Linked DNA regions of Mus musculus: all the other regions are linked to region 3. A link is a contact called in public promoter capture Hi-C data. All regions are on one chromosome and are shown on one strand. Each heading gives the region's core, a stretch centred on a gene start, on an enhancer-like site or on the middle of the called end of the contact. The rest is flanking DNA. Distances are from core to core; before and after follow the strand shown. Region 1 holds the start of Polr3h (polymerase (RNA) III (DNA directed) polypeptide H). Region 2 holds the start of Zfp7 (zinc finger protein 7). Region 3 holds the start of Fam227a (family with sequence similarity 227, member A).

Region 1 (4,306 bases), core at 1,310-3,809, 2.3 Mb before region 3:
TCTGTGCCTTTACATGCTTCTGTTAAAAGGTATATTATATATCTTGTCTTTTCCCTAGTAATATTTTCCTTCTTTAAACTGGGTCTGGTGTAACCCAGTCTGACCTGTGGCCTTGAACTTTTGACAGTCTTGCCTCACTCTCTCCAGAGCCTCAACCTGCAGTTTCCTTTGAAACCACTTCTGGCATTAGTCCTTCTCTGTAGGGCAGTGTGTGGCACCAAAAACTTGATTGCCATGGTCACCAGGGCCCAATTCCTAGGCTGTGGCGTGGGAGTTTCATGCCCTGCACCGCCGACCTGACCCGCTCCACACCCCGAAGAGCCCCAGCTCGTCTCCTCCCTCAGTCTTTCACTCAGTGACCACAATTCCGTTGCCCTTTTGTTCATTCAAATAAGCCATATTTTTAAGCCCTGGCCATCCGCCAGCCACTGATCTCGGTCCGGATGTTGTAGAGAGAACCCACACAATGGTCCGCTGCTGCAGAGGAGCTAGAGTTTGAGTTGCTTGTGTTTTTTGTAAACCACCCCACCAACCATGGAGCAAGGCACAGAATTAGTAAAGGGACCGGACTCTCTCTCTCTTTCTTTCTTTCTTTCTTTCTTTCTTTCTTTCTTTCTTTCTTTCTTTCTTTCTTTCTTTCTTTCTTTTTTTCCTTTCATCACATAAACCATAAACCAAAACTTCGTGCTAACAAATTGTTGAGCTGAATACCACAAAAGAGCACTGGACTGAATTCTGAAACCCTAGGTTCCACAGTCCACTGGCCTGGCCCCTCTCCAGCTTCCCATGCAGTTAATATCTAAGCCCTCAGGCTGTGGTTTGGCTGTTTCTGTCTCTGAGCCTAAGCTGTCCAGCTTCTCAGCGCCTAGGACCTCCTCACACTGACCAGCGTTGCTGCCTCCTGCTGCCAGCCTGTACCTCCTCCTTTCCAGAAGGCCACATAATAACCGTTCACCCAGCTGATGTGTCACTGTGTGTCATTTCCAGGATTCCATTCCCAACACCCACATGGTGGCTCACAATTCAATGGTCCTGGGGATCAGAGGTTCTCTTCTGATTCTCTCTCTCTCTCTCTCTCTCTCTCTCTCTCTCTCTCTCACACACACACACACACACACACACACACAGATGCAGGCAAAACACTTCATATACATAGAAATGTAAAACAAGTTACTTACTGATATTATGAAGATCATTGCTAATCAATTCTTACCTCTCCTGTCAATTCCCTGAAATACTTTGTTTCTAGAAAGGCACACTGTTGTCTTACATGTGTTATGAGACTGGGTTTCTCTGTGTAGCCCTGTCTGTCCTGCAGCTTGCTTTGTAGACCAGGCTGGCCTCAAATTCGAATTCAGAGAGATCCTCCTGCCTCTGCATTCTAATTGTTTGGATGAAAGGTGTGTGCCATCAACGCCCAGCCCAAAATGCCTTATTTTTTTTCTCCTCATTTTTTTTTTGGGTGGGGGAGGGAGTGTGTTCTGTATAGCCTTGACTATCTTGTACTCTCTTGGTAGACCAGGTTTGTCTTAACTCTCAGAAATTTGACAGTCTCTGCCCCTCCCAACTGCTGGGATTAAAAGTGTGCAGCAAGAAAATTTTTCTATTTTGTTTTTTTGAGACAGGATTATTCTGTTCAGTCCTGGTTGTCCAGAAACTTGCTCTGTAGACTGGGCTGGCCTCAAACTCTGAGATCCGTTTGCCTCTGCCTCCCAAGTGCTAGGATTAAAGACGTGTGTCACCATCATTGTTAGGCACCCCCCTTTTTCTTTTTAGAAAGAGTCTCAAACAAACAAAAAGTCTTTTGTACCTCAGGCTAGACTTGAATTCACTATGTAGCTGATCTGTGTTTTTTGTTTTTTGTTTCTTTTTGGTTTTTCGAGACAGAGTTTTTCTGTGTAGCCCTGGCTGTCCTGGAACTCACTCTGTAGACCAAGCTGGCCTCGAATTCAGAAATTCGCCTGCCTCTGCCTCCCAAATGCTGGGATTAAAGGCGTGCGCCAGCACTGCCCGGCCACAGGATCTCATTTGGTAACTCAGGCTGGTCTTGAACTTGCAGTGATTGTCCAGCCTCACCCTCTCTTGCGCTGGTATTACAAGCGTGAGTCTGTTTCAGCTGTTTAAGCTTTGTGTGCTGAGCTTTGGTGAGCATATCCATCAAATGCACCACTTAAAATGACATCATCCAGGAAGGCCCGGCGACCCTTTTCTGCCCACTCTCTTGGGTACTTTGTCTGGAGTAAAGACTATTTTGAACGTGTTAAATTTGTATTTTCAAAGGGTCTATCTGGCTGTTGTGCAAAAGAAAGACAATCAGGCTTGAAGTGCAGACTTGTCGCCTAGCAACCAGACTCTCTCAGGGGCCCGGGGTTGGCTTGCTTCAGGATGGGGCCCCGCCCTTTCGGCACTCTACCCCGCCCCTCTTCTCTCACTTGCGGGAGAGTGCTGGCGGCCCCGCCCACCTTCCGGCCCCGCCCCTCACGGGAGCCTCGCGAAGCTCTGCGACCCGCAGGGGCGGGCAGATGCTTCTTATTGGTCAGTTTTCCGGAAGCTGAGTTGATTTGGTTTGGCAAGCGCAGCGTTGCTGGACGCGCGTGGCTCCCGCGCGTGGTGCGGACGGAACGAGGCCAGGGTGGCATCCGGGGACGGGGAGCCGGCGCTCCTCCAAGGCTGGCGGGAGCGGGCCTCAGTTTCCTCCGGGAGACGAGCGTAGCTTCCAGAATTGGAGCCCAGGCCCTCCCGCGCAGCTCGGCTGCAGGTTTGGCTTGTCAGAGGCTGAGAAGGGACGGAGGAGGCTCGGGTCCCCCCCACCCCATCACAGCTCGCAGGCCCCCGTGCTTGGCAGCCTCTCCGGTCTCCAGAGCCCTAGCGCAGGATGTTCGTGCTGGTGGAGATGGTGGACACCGTGCGCATACCCCCGTGGCAGTTTGAGCGGAAACTCAACGATTCCATTGCTGAGGAGCTGAACAAGAAATTGGCCAACAAGGTACTGGGCCCTCGGGCTGCCCGGCAGTGTCCCTACCGGTCCCACTGCTAGTCTGGCTATCGCCTGGTTCACCCTTGGCCTTGCACACTTAACTTCATGTCGGGGTTTTTTTCCTTCGCATCCTTATAAACCAGACTTGGGTGACAACGTGTACACAAGGGAGTAAATGGGCCGGGCGAGGTAGTGCACACCCGTAATCCGAGCTTCTTGGCTATTGAGGCTTTTTGACGATCCTGTGTTCGAGGCCAGCGTGGGCAATATAGTTAGCCCTTGACTCAGACAAATTAAAAGCACCGAAGCTGCTGGCGGTAGCGCATGCCTTTAATCCCATAACTCAGGAGGCAGAAGCAGGCGGATTTCTGTGAATTCGAGGCCAGCCTGGTCTACAGAGGGAGTGCTAGAACAGCCAAGGCTACAACGGAGAAACCCTGCCTCAAAAGAAACAAAAAGCATCAGGATGCTGAACAGTGCTTGAATTTGCTTGACATTCGCGGAGTCACTGGTTCGGTTCTCAGGATTGCCAGAAAACAAAACGGAGAGAGCGTGTGTACAAAATGGGTTTGTAAAACAGAAACTGGAATATGCCTGTTTCCTCGTTCAATTACTGTGTTGTCTTGGCCAAGTCACCCTCTCTGGGCCTCGGTTTGTGTTATCTGTGTTGCCCACAGTGTGAGAGTAGAGGTGAGAGGATAAGCGTGCGGGTCTCTAGAATTGAACTCAGCTTTCAGCTTTAGAGGGAGGCAGCTGTACCGGCTGAGCCAGCTCAGTAGCCCCTTTCTTGTATTCATTTGGTTACTGTGTTTCCCTTTCTATGACTACAGGGGCCTTCTCGGACTTTCACTCTCTCCAATGGGAGACACAGGCTCTGCCCTTGTAGCCTAGTGAGAAGAAGTTGGCTTGAGAATGTCTTGTTGTAATGAGCTGGGGTAAATGCCATGAAGGACAGGCATTCACAGAGTGGGGAACAGGGGAGTGTCACCCGGGATGAAAGAGATGGGTGACTTCTGAGGAAACAGCCATTGCTCTGAGAGCTGATGGTGGGAAGACACCAAGTAATGCCTCGGACAGGCCTTTCTGTGAACTTTTCACTTTGGGACTGTGTCCAGGCTTTTGGGCCTGTCAAGCGGGTCACTACTGGAATGGATGTAGCAAAGTAGAGAGACTCTGTTTCGATGGTTGGAGTAGGTTGGGTGTAGAGCTGTGGAGGCAGTGCATTTAGCATGTGCAAAGGTCCTGAGGCAGGAGAGGCACAGAATGCTGGTGTAGCTGGAACGGAAATGTAGACGGAAGCCAGACCACAGAGCCCTGGAGGGCCTTATA
Region 2 (4,792 bases), core at 1,877-4,376, 2.8 Mb after region 3:
TTTGTTGTTGTTTTTTTTTTTGTTGTTTTTTTGTTTTTTGAGACAGGGTTTCTCTGTGTAGCCCTGGCTGTCCTGGAACTCACTTTGTAGACCAGGCTGTCCTGGAACTCAGAAATCAGCCTGCCTCTGCCTCAGGAGTGCAGGGATTAAAGGCGTGCACACCATGCCTAGCCTGTTTGGTTTGTCTTCTTGCTTCCTTTTTGCTCTCTGTGGTGCTAGGCACTGACAGCTTTAAATGTGAGGCTCTACCATTGACCTGCATATCCTCCAGCTCTTACTACACCCTACTGACAAAACCTCACAAAACTGGATTTTGCCAGGCTGGATTGGATGAATGGTTACAGGCCTGCTCTAATGCTGAGAGAGGTACCCGGTAAACCAACTACACCCCATCCCTACCTCCCCTCTCCTGATCCACTAGCCCAGGCATCCTCAAGAACCCAGGACACTCTCTCCTGTTGTAGGTACCACCATCATGTGGGGTCAACTCTGAAGGCGACTCAGTAACAGGTGAGATGCACAGCTGCCAGCAAGTAAGACATTCCATTCTACCACAAAGGTGAAGCAAAATACAAAGCTGCCTGCGCTAGAGCAGCCTGCAGGGAAGGTAGCAAGAACAGGAGTCAAGTCTGATGGCAAGGCAGACTGAAAGCATTGACAGAGGTGTCACTGGTTCCAGAACAGGTTTCCCTGGAGATTCCTCACACTAACAAGGATCTTTCTTTTCCTTCCTTCCTTCCTTCCTTCCTTCCTTCCTTCCTTCCCCTCCCTCCCTCCCTCCCTCCCTCCCTCCCTCCCTCTCTCTCTTTCTTTCTTTCTTTCTTGGTTGTTGTTGTTTTGTTTAAGCTATTACTTCAAGTATGGGTTCCAGTTCTCACCTGATAATTTAACAGCATGGGAGAAACCGGTCTGACCGGTTCCCAGAGGTCCACTTACCTAGGGCTCTATCACCTAGGTGATGTGTGTAAAGCCTGGAGCTAGCCTGGCAAACTCAGATTCAAGGTTTAGCCCCCAAGGCCCAAGCAGTTAGCACCACACACACACACACACACACCCACCCCCCCACCCCCCCACCCACCCCCGTCTCTGACACGTGCCCGGGGTTTGGAGCAGACCTGGGGGGTGGGGGGGGAGCCTCACCTAGTCCTGCCACGCTGCTGTGGTTCTCCAGCATCACCTCCTTGTAGAGGGCCCTCTGACCAGAATCCAGACACTGCCACTCCTCTCGAGAGAAGTGCACAGCCACGTCGCCAAAGGTCACCGCCTCCTGTAAGGACACACACCAACATCCCTATAATATGGTATACCTCAAACAGGTATGGTATACCTCCAGCAGGACTGGATCCTTTTGGCTCTTAAACCTTATGAGAAAAGAAGGGACTTAATCCAAAGGAGTGACCTTATGCCCCTCCCCACTGAACAGACACAGCTAAACTCTGGTCTGGGCGGACATTTATTCACCCCCTCAGGGACCAGCCTGGCCAGAGCCACAGTAAGGGTCAAAGCTAGGTATGCGATCAGGCCCAGTGGAAAGGGTAGGATGTGGGGGCTTGACAGGAGTGGAGAGGGAATACAGGCAGCAGCCAGGCTCCCTACCATGAGATCTGGAGGGTGGGATCCGCTTGTCCTGAGTCAGACACCTGTGAGAAATCATAACGAGATCAGAGGTCAGAGGGGAGGAAGCTCCCCAGTTCCCAGGGTGACTGGAGGGGCTCTGTACCCCACTGCTTCTTTACCACCCAAGCCAGACGCACAGACACACCAGACTGGGCAAAGGCTGATATTTGAATATCAGCTCCTGAGCCTTCTTGTCTGTGTTGTGTGGGAGTAAGGGCTGGAGCCATGATGTACAGCTGCGGCAGGTGTGTGTGTGTGTGTGTTGTGTGTGTGTGTGTATAAAACACACCTTTAGTCTCTGAGTTCGAAGCCAGCCTAATCTACAGAATGAGTTCCAGGACAGTTAATGCTACTCAGAGAAATCCTGTCTCGATAAACCAAAAAATAAATGAATGAATGAATGAATAAATAAATAAATGGCTGCCATAGGCCACACATTCAACTGAACAACGAGGGAGACTTCATGGGACATCTAGTAGAAAGGACAACTAAGATCACATCAACAACAGTGCTGAAGTACGGGGGGACTAGTAAAGTGTTTAAATGAGAAACGCTGGTAAAGTTTAAAGGATGCCTTCCCCCAGGGACCTAGGCCAAGCTGGTGGCTGAGGTAGGAAACGCACTTCAGGATCTGAAAATGGGACCAAGTGAGCCAGTGTGTGAGCCAAAGGAGAGAAGATAAGGAAGAGTTAACTGGAGGCAGTAGCAGTCAGGTCCAGGAAAAAGAAAAAAAGGCCTTCAGAAGGAAAACAATCCCTGTTCACCTGTACCTAAATTCCAGAACGAGCTACAGCTGCCCTAAGTCACAAGGATGACGACAAAAAAGGATTCGAGAAGTCCCCTTCTGCTAAACCAAAGCCCTTGGGCCCCTCCTTGCACACACAAACACCCACCTTCAGGTCAAAATGGGAGAGAGGAAGCTACTTTCCCAGGTAGCTTTTGGCCCAGGTATCTGGCCACTGGCTAGACTGGCCAATTAGCAGTGAACACTAGAAAAGAATTCTCCTCTCAGACCCCAGCATTTGGACTACCAATGGGAAATCGCGGTCTCAGATACAGAAGAGCAAATCCTGAGATGCCTTCTGAGTCCGCAGGCGTGACCGACTCCAGGTCATTCAGGTGCAGAAATGAGAGAAGAGATAGTCCCAGAAAGTGATTACTCACGAGGAATGAGGGAGGTTGCACCCAGCCCCAGGCCTGGAGGGAAGCAGCCTTGCTCAGGTTCAACACTGGAGCCCGGGAGCAGGCTAGAAGAGCTGGGATGCTCGGCTATTCTACTCCGCTGGGATCACGTCTTCGGCCAGGCATTCACAACAGCACCGAGCCGCCCACGCCTTCCATCCTTTTGGGGAGTAAAAGCCAAGTGTCCCTTGCCCTAAAAACAAGGAAAGCGACTGCGCCTACTCACCTGCCCCGGCGCGTGGTGGATCCCAACAAGAGAGCCACCGGAAAGGGCTTTGCAAGCTTATCCCACTGTGCCCCACCCGGGCGACTTCCGCTCGCTGGCCAGCGCGCCCCGTTTGTTCTCTAACTCCGCCCCCCGCCAGGTTACAGGGGTGGGGGCGGGGCCAGAAGTTGTCACGGCCCATAAAGGGCTGGGCTAGAGACTGAGAGGCAGGGCCGGGAAGTGTGGCTGAAGGTCACCGAAGGCCAGGCACGACCAGGAGGCGGGGCCAGAGGATGCATTTCTGATGAGAAAGAGCCTACCCAACCACAGTCTCACTACCAACCCCAAAAAGCTTTACCAAAGGCTTTCCCTTACCAAAAATCCCTTTGGGTCCCTGAACCTTAATGATAAGAGTCTTGAGGAGAAGCCGGGTGTGGTGGCGCACACCTTTAATCCCAGCACTCAGGAGGCAGAGGCAGGTGGATTTATGGGTTCGAGGCCAGCCTGGTCTACAAAGTGAGTTCCAGGACAGCCAGGGCTACACAGAGAAACCCTGTCTCAAGAAACCAAAAAAAAAAAAAAAAAAAAAGCTGGGCGGTGGTGGCGTACGCCTTTAATCCCAGCACCTGGGAGGCAGAGGCAGGAGGATTTCTGAGTTTGAGGCCAGCCTGGTCTACAAAGTGAATTCCAGGACAGCCAGGGCTACACAGAGAAACCCTGTCTCGAAAAAACAAACAAACAAACAAAAAAAAGAGTCTTGAGGAGAAAGTACATCTTAACTTCTCAAGAATGCCAGCTACTAGCCGGGCAGTGGTGGCACATGCCTTTGATCCCAGCACTTGGGAGGGAGAGGCAAGCGGATTTCTGAGTTCGAGGCCAGCCTGGTCTACAGAGTGAGTTCCAGGACAGCCAGGGCTACACAGAGAAACCCTGTCTCGAAGAAAAAAAAAAAAAAAAAAGAATGCCAGCTACTGAATAAACCTGATTTTTTTCCTGTCAATTCTCCTTGCCCTAACATGTTCTTCAACTGTCAGAGAGCCTAGGCCTTTAGATTCTAGTAACAAGGAAACACTAGCATAGAGAGAGGGAGGTTGGCAGAACTAAGTGAAGGATGGAGTCACTGGTGATAAAGAAAATGTTTCAAGGAGGATAGAGGGCCTATTGTATCTGCACTACTGAGCGGGTGTGAGGGGAGAGGATATAGTCCTTGGAAAGTGGCAAAGAGGGAGCTATGAGAAAGGAGAGAGTGTGTATGCACATTCACATGCGTGTGTGTGTGTGTGTCTGTGCCTTGAGTGTGTGTATGTTTGTGGTTTGTGCATGTATGTGTAAATGTCTATGCTGTGTATGTGCTATTTGTGTGTGTGTGTGTGTGTGTGTGTGGTATATGTGTATGTGTCTGTGCCGTGTATGTGTGTATGTGTGTGGTATATGTGTATATGTGTGTGCCATGTGTGTATGTGTGTATAATATATGTGTATATGTGTGTGCCATGTATGTGTGTGTGTCTGTGTATGTGTGTATGTGGTGTATGTGTATATGTGTGTGCCGTATGTGTCTGTGTATATGTGTGCTGCCCCTTGATTTAAGTTTTTTTAATCTCCCATCTGAAGGCTTTTGGAGTCACATGATCATTATACTATGTCCAAAGTGAATGAAAAAAAAAAAAGGAAATAAAAAGAAAGGGACCTGTCTGCTCCTAAGGTACAGGTATGGTGGAGGAGAAAGCTTATTGTAGGGAGAGAGCACAGCCAGAGGCAGGAACATCTGGGGGAGTCCAGAGTGGAC
Region 3 (4,597 bases), core at 1,029-3,528:
AGGTCCTAATAGTTCTGGAAGGAGCTTCCATGTGCTGGGTGCTTCTTATGTGCCAGGCAGTATAGGCTAAGGCCTTTGCATAAACCCATTTCACTCACAACTGCCCCTCGACATGCCTCTCCTAGTCACCCCATTTGGAAAGCCAAGGTCTTTGGTGGGAACGGGCATTGGAACCAAAGTTTGTGTGGCTTCACAGTGATGCTAACCTCAGGCAACTCTGTCACGAGTTGGCCTCGCCAGCATCACAGTGTGGAGCCAGGGAGGAAATTTCTACCATTCCCGTTGGCCAGTAAGAACATCACCAAGTACGGGAACTTCAGCCTGGATGGCATCCTAAAGCCATGAAGCGACACCCGGATTTCACTCCCGGATGCAGAGCGGTACTTATCACAGTCTCGATAAGTATCACGACACTCACCGGCACACTAGCTTTAGTCACAGCACAACGTCCTGCAATGCTCATAAAATCAGTAACATCACTTAGGCTCGGGGAAGAGGTCAGCTTTTTAAATAAAACAAGTAGAGAGAAGTCATAAAACCACAAGGCTTCATGGTACATTTTTTTTTCCAATTATGTGTTTATGTGCTGAATGCATGCATATGTGCAGGTAGGTGTGTGTGTGTGTATCCACTTTATTAATATTTGTGTGCAGATTCGGAGTCTGGAGGGGGGACGTCAGGTGTCCTGTTGCATTCCCTTTAGATGGGGTCTCTCACTGAACCTGGAGCTAGACTGGCGGCCAGCGAGCACAAGCAATCCTGTCTCCGCCACCAACAGTGTTAGCATTGCAGGGGTCCGAGCTTGTAGCAGGCTTTTTTTTTTTTTTTTTTTTTGGTTTTTCGAGATAGGGTTTCTCTGTGTAGCCCTGGCTGTCCTGGAACTTCACTTTGTAGACCAGGCTGGCCTCGAACTCAGAAATCCGCCTGCCTCTGCCTCCCGAGTGCTGGGATTAAAGGCGTGTGCCACCACGCGCCGGCTTGTGGTAGGCTTTTAACTGAGATGTTGGGGACTTGAATCCATGGTCTCACACTTGAGCAGCAAGTACCCACATTCACTGAGCCTTTTCTCTAGTCCCCTTCACAGATTTTTTTTTTTAAACACACACACATACACACACCGTTCAAGGTATCCTAGGGTTCTTTAGGGAAGCTCTCTCATAGAAGACTATGGGCCAAGAAAATTAAAGGTTTGCACTTGGTTCCCAACCAACCCTGTTGCTCACCCTCTGGGGAGTCCAACGTTTTATCATCCCCCAAGGGCCTCAAAGGCTTTGTTTGCTGTTGTTTTTAATGTGTCTGAGTGTTTTGCCTGGGATACCATGGTCGTGCCTTGTGTCTGCAGATTCTACAACTAGAGTTACTGGCGTTTGTGAGCTGGGAATCGAATCCCAGTTCTCTGCAACAGCAACCAGTTCTCTGAGACTCTGATCCATTTCTCCGGCCAGTGACGTCCCTTATTTATAATCACGAATGATAACAGCCTGCAGCTCGTAGGTTAAGAGTGCTTTCATGTTTACAAACTGTTGGGACATTTGATGCTCACCATGACCCTGAGAAGTAGATCAAATTGTCCCCCTTTACAGGGAAATGCACTTACTGTGCGAAGCTTTAGTTTGCATCAGGCTATAAAATACATTCTCTTCATTCTGACAAAAAATAAAGGAAGGAAGCATCTTTGGTTTTCACTGGATTCTCAAAGGGAAAGGTGTCTCGAAAAAGTTAAGAGCCAGCCAGTCTCACGGGTCACAAAACCCAAAGAGTTCTGTACGGGTTAGGAGAAGACCTTCAAAGGATGGGGTCAAAACACCATCTCCGAGTCTCCGTCGCAAGAGGTGCCCGCGGAGCATGCCACGGTCCAGCCTGCCCGCTTCTCCAGGGGTACCCGGGCATCCCACCCACCACTACTGGCACGGATATCCGCCCGCCGCTCCCAGAGGTACCTGTCTGCGAAGCCGGAATCCCGAGCTAGCCTGCAGCTTTCTGCAAGGATCTGCCCAGGCCGCGTCAACCGCCGCGACCGCGATTGGCCGGCGCCGGGCAACCATCGTGCGCATGCGCAGCCTCTCTGGCTTCTACCACTGAGAATGCAGAGGGAGCCAGCTCCGAGACGAGCCTCCGCGAAGCAGCGGAGCCCCTGCGGACTCTCTAAGGTTCACGAATAGAAGAAAGCCTTGGGCACGACTTCTGGAGATACACACATGCCTTGGGCACGACTTCTGGAGATACACACATGCCTTGTGGCATAGGCTGGGAGAGGCATGACCCCCTAAATACGTTGGTCTGGTCCCCGGGTCAGCGCCGCCGTCGTCATAGTAATCGTTTTCCTTGGCAACAAAGCAGGCCGAAAGCTGCTTTGTTGTGTTAAAAATGTTAAGTGGTGACCCAGGCTGGACTCACAGTAGCAAAATGGACCGACCTGCAGCTCCCCCGCCCCGGCCACAAAGCAAACCGCGCCCCTTGGGCCGCGGATGCTGGCGGACATCCGGAGCTTGGTCCGGTCACTGGAGGGGCTGGTGGCGGAACCCGCCCTGACGCTTCTGCCGAAGCTTTCAGGTAAGACAGACGGACAGATATGACGACTCCCTGCCAGTAGCAAACTGGCTCCTGCCAGTCTTGCCTCCTCCACACTCCCACAAGCAAGGGAAACTGAGGTCCAGGGAAGGTTGCCCAGTGTACAAGGGGTAGAGAACTGGAGAGTCAGCTCCAGGATTCCTCAAGTCCTAAGGACATTGTAGCTCGGTTTGGTAAATGAAGAAATGGCCATCCAGGAGGCGTTTCTTGGCTGCCTAGTGGGTGTACGAGGTCATCCCACCATAAAGGACAGGACCCAGCTCCAAGCAGTCTTCCTCCACCTTTGCCACACAGCGTTCGAAGAGAGAATTCCACATCAAAATCAACCATATCTAGTGTAGCAACCGCTACAGAAACATAAAGCAGAACACATTTGAAAGTTGCGATCATTCTAGAAGTTTTTTTGTTTGTTTGTTTGTTTGTATGTTTGTTTGTTTGCTTGTTTGTTTTTTTCGAGACAGGGTTTCTCTGTGTAGCCCTGGCTGTCCTGGAACTCAGTCTGTTGACCAGGCTGGCCTCAAACTCAGAAATCCGCCTGCCTCCCAAGTGCTGGGATTAAAGGCGTCCGCCACCACCGCCAGGCTCTAGAAGCTTTTTGATATTAAACCTTGTGCGCCCTCTACCGGTGCTATCCCCGAAGCACCTTTCGTATTTTGAGATAAAGTCTCCCTGGGTACTCCTTATCTCATCCTCCTGCCTCAGCCTCTCAGTGCTGGAATTACAGACACACACCCAGCCTGCCTTCAACCCCTACCCTTTTGCTTTGTTTGTTTTTTTTTTTTTAAGATTTATTTATTTATTTATTATATGTAAGTACACTGTAGCTGTCCTCAGACACTCCAGAAGAGGGAGTCAGATCTCGTTACGGATGGTTGTGAGCCACCATGTGGTTGCTGGGATTTGAACTTCGGACCTTCGGAAGAGCAGTCGGGTGCTCTTACCCACTGAGCCATCTCACCAGCCCCGCTTTGTTTGTTTGATATTTGAGACTGGGGCTCAATATGTAGTTCTGGCTGCTCTCCCAACTTACAAAAGTCCTCCCGCCTCTTTCTCCAGAGCGCTGGGATTAAAGGCTAGTGCTCCATACCCGGCCCTAGGCTTTTTAACAAGTCAATTCAAAACAGATTAAATTAACTTGACTATTGTTGCACTTAACTCGGTTTGTCCAAAATACGAATAAACAAATATTTTAAATTTTTACCATGTATTGGTTATTAATTTCTTTAGTCACGCTAACCAAATTTCAGAACTTTTGTTTTGGTGTGTGGCTAGTGGCCGTGGGGCTGGGCAGCATCCAGGAGTGTTTTCCTTCCAGCCTCGTTGCCCTCTGTCTGGGAGCTGTTTCTTCTCCCCATCAGCCAGTTAACTCCTGCTCTTCCTTCAGCACCTTGACCTCCGTAACTAGGTCAGAACAAACTGTTGCAGCACTTCAGAGGCAGAGGCAGGAGGAGCTCTGTGAGTTGGAGGCCAGCTCGGACTACATAGCAAGTGCCAGGCCAGCCAGGGCTACGTCATGGTGAGACACTGTCTCAAAAACAAAAACAACAACAACAAATACCCAAAACCACACTGTCACCTCATAACCCTATGTACTTTCTTTGGAAGCAGTCATGAGTTATATAATTCATCATTACATACAGAATTTTGATGAATTATACTTTATAATTATGTACTTATTTTAATTTTACAAGTCTACCTCAATAGCCCCACTAGGGCTATGGATCCAGTCTGGCTCAGTTTACCATCCTGTGCCCAGTTGGAGCACACTTTTTAGTCTGTGGGAAGTCCTCAGTAAATAGTCACCGAGTGGCTCGACGTTGATGGTGACGGAGGACCAGTACCGCAGTCTGCATTTCACATGCTATCAAATGCTAACTCTGAGCAGGGGATCGGCAGTCCCAGCTGCCACAATGCCCCAAGGGGAAGGGCTCCTCAGCTCCCACGCATCCACCCCCAGCACTTGGCACAGTGCTTGCCATAGCGCGGCTTTCAATGAAGCTTGCTTTCCCTCCTCTGCAGACAACGG

The links. Promoter capture Hi-C pulls out the DNA fragments that hold promoters and counts their contacts.
Region 1: a contact with region 3 is called in a promoter capture Hi-C map of pre-B cells, with 2.7 times the contacts expected there. The contact joins the promoter of Polr3h here to the promoter of Fam227a in region 3. A contact is called at or near these places in 1 of 39 promoter capture datasets (pre-B cells) and 1 of 115 datasets of contacts at active chromatin or transcription factors (astrocytes).
Region 2: a contact with region 3 is called in a promoter capture Hi-C map of liver, with 2.2 times the contacts expected there. The contact joins the promoter of Zfp7 here to the promoter of Fam227a in region 3. A contact is called at or near these places in 2 of 39 promoter capture datasets (liver and pre-B cells).

What each region holds. Positions count from the first base shown.
Region 1 is chr15:81,924,466-81,928,771 of GRCm38.p6, reverse strand. Polr3h (polymerase (RNA) III (DNA directed) polypeptide H) reads left to right here and starts at 2,559. Exons shown (of 6, transcript NM_030229.4): 1 at 2,559-2,986. The coding sequence starts at 2,876.
Region 2 is chr15:76,877,587-76,882,378 of GRCm38.p6, reverse strand. It overlaps Zfp7 (zinc finger protein 7), which reads right to left and starts at 3,126. Exons shown (of 5, transcript NM_145916.3): 1 at 3,026-3,126; 2 at 1,597-1,640; 3 at 1,141-1,267. The coding sequence starts at 1,599.
Region 3 is chr15:79,656,637-79,661,233 of GRCm38.p6, reverse strand. Fam227a (family with sequence similarity 227, member A) reads left to right here and starts at 2,278. Exons shown (of 18, transcript NM_029407.1): 1 at 2,278-2,553. It overlaps Cby1 (chibby family member 1, beta catenin antagonist), which reads right to left and starts at 2,007. Exons shown (of 5, transcript NM_028634.3): 1 at 1,941-2,007.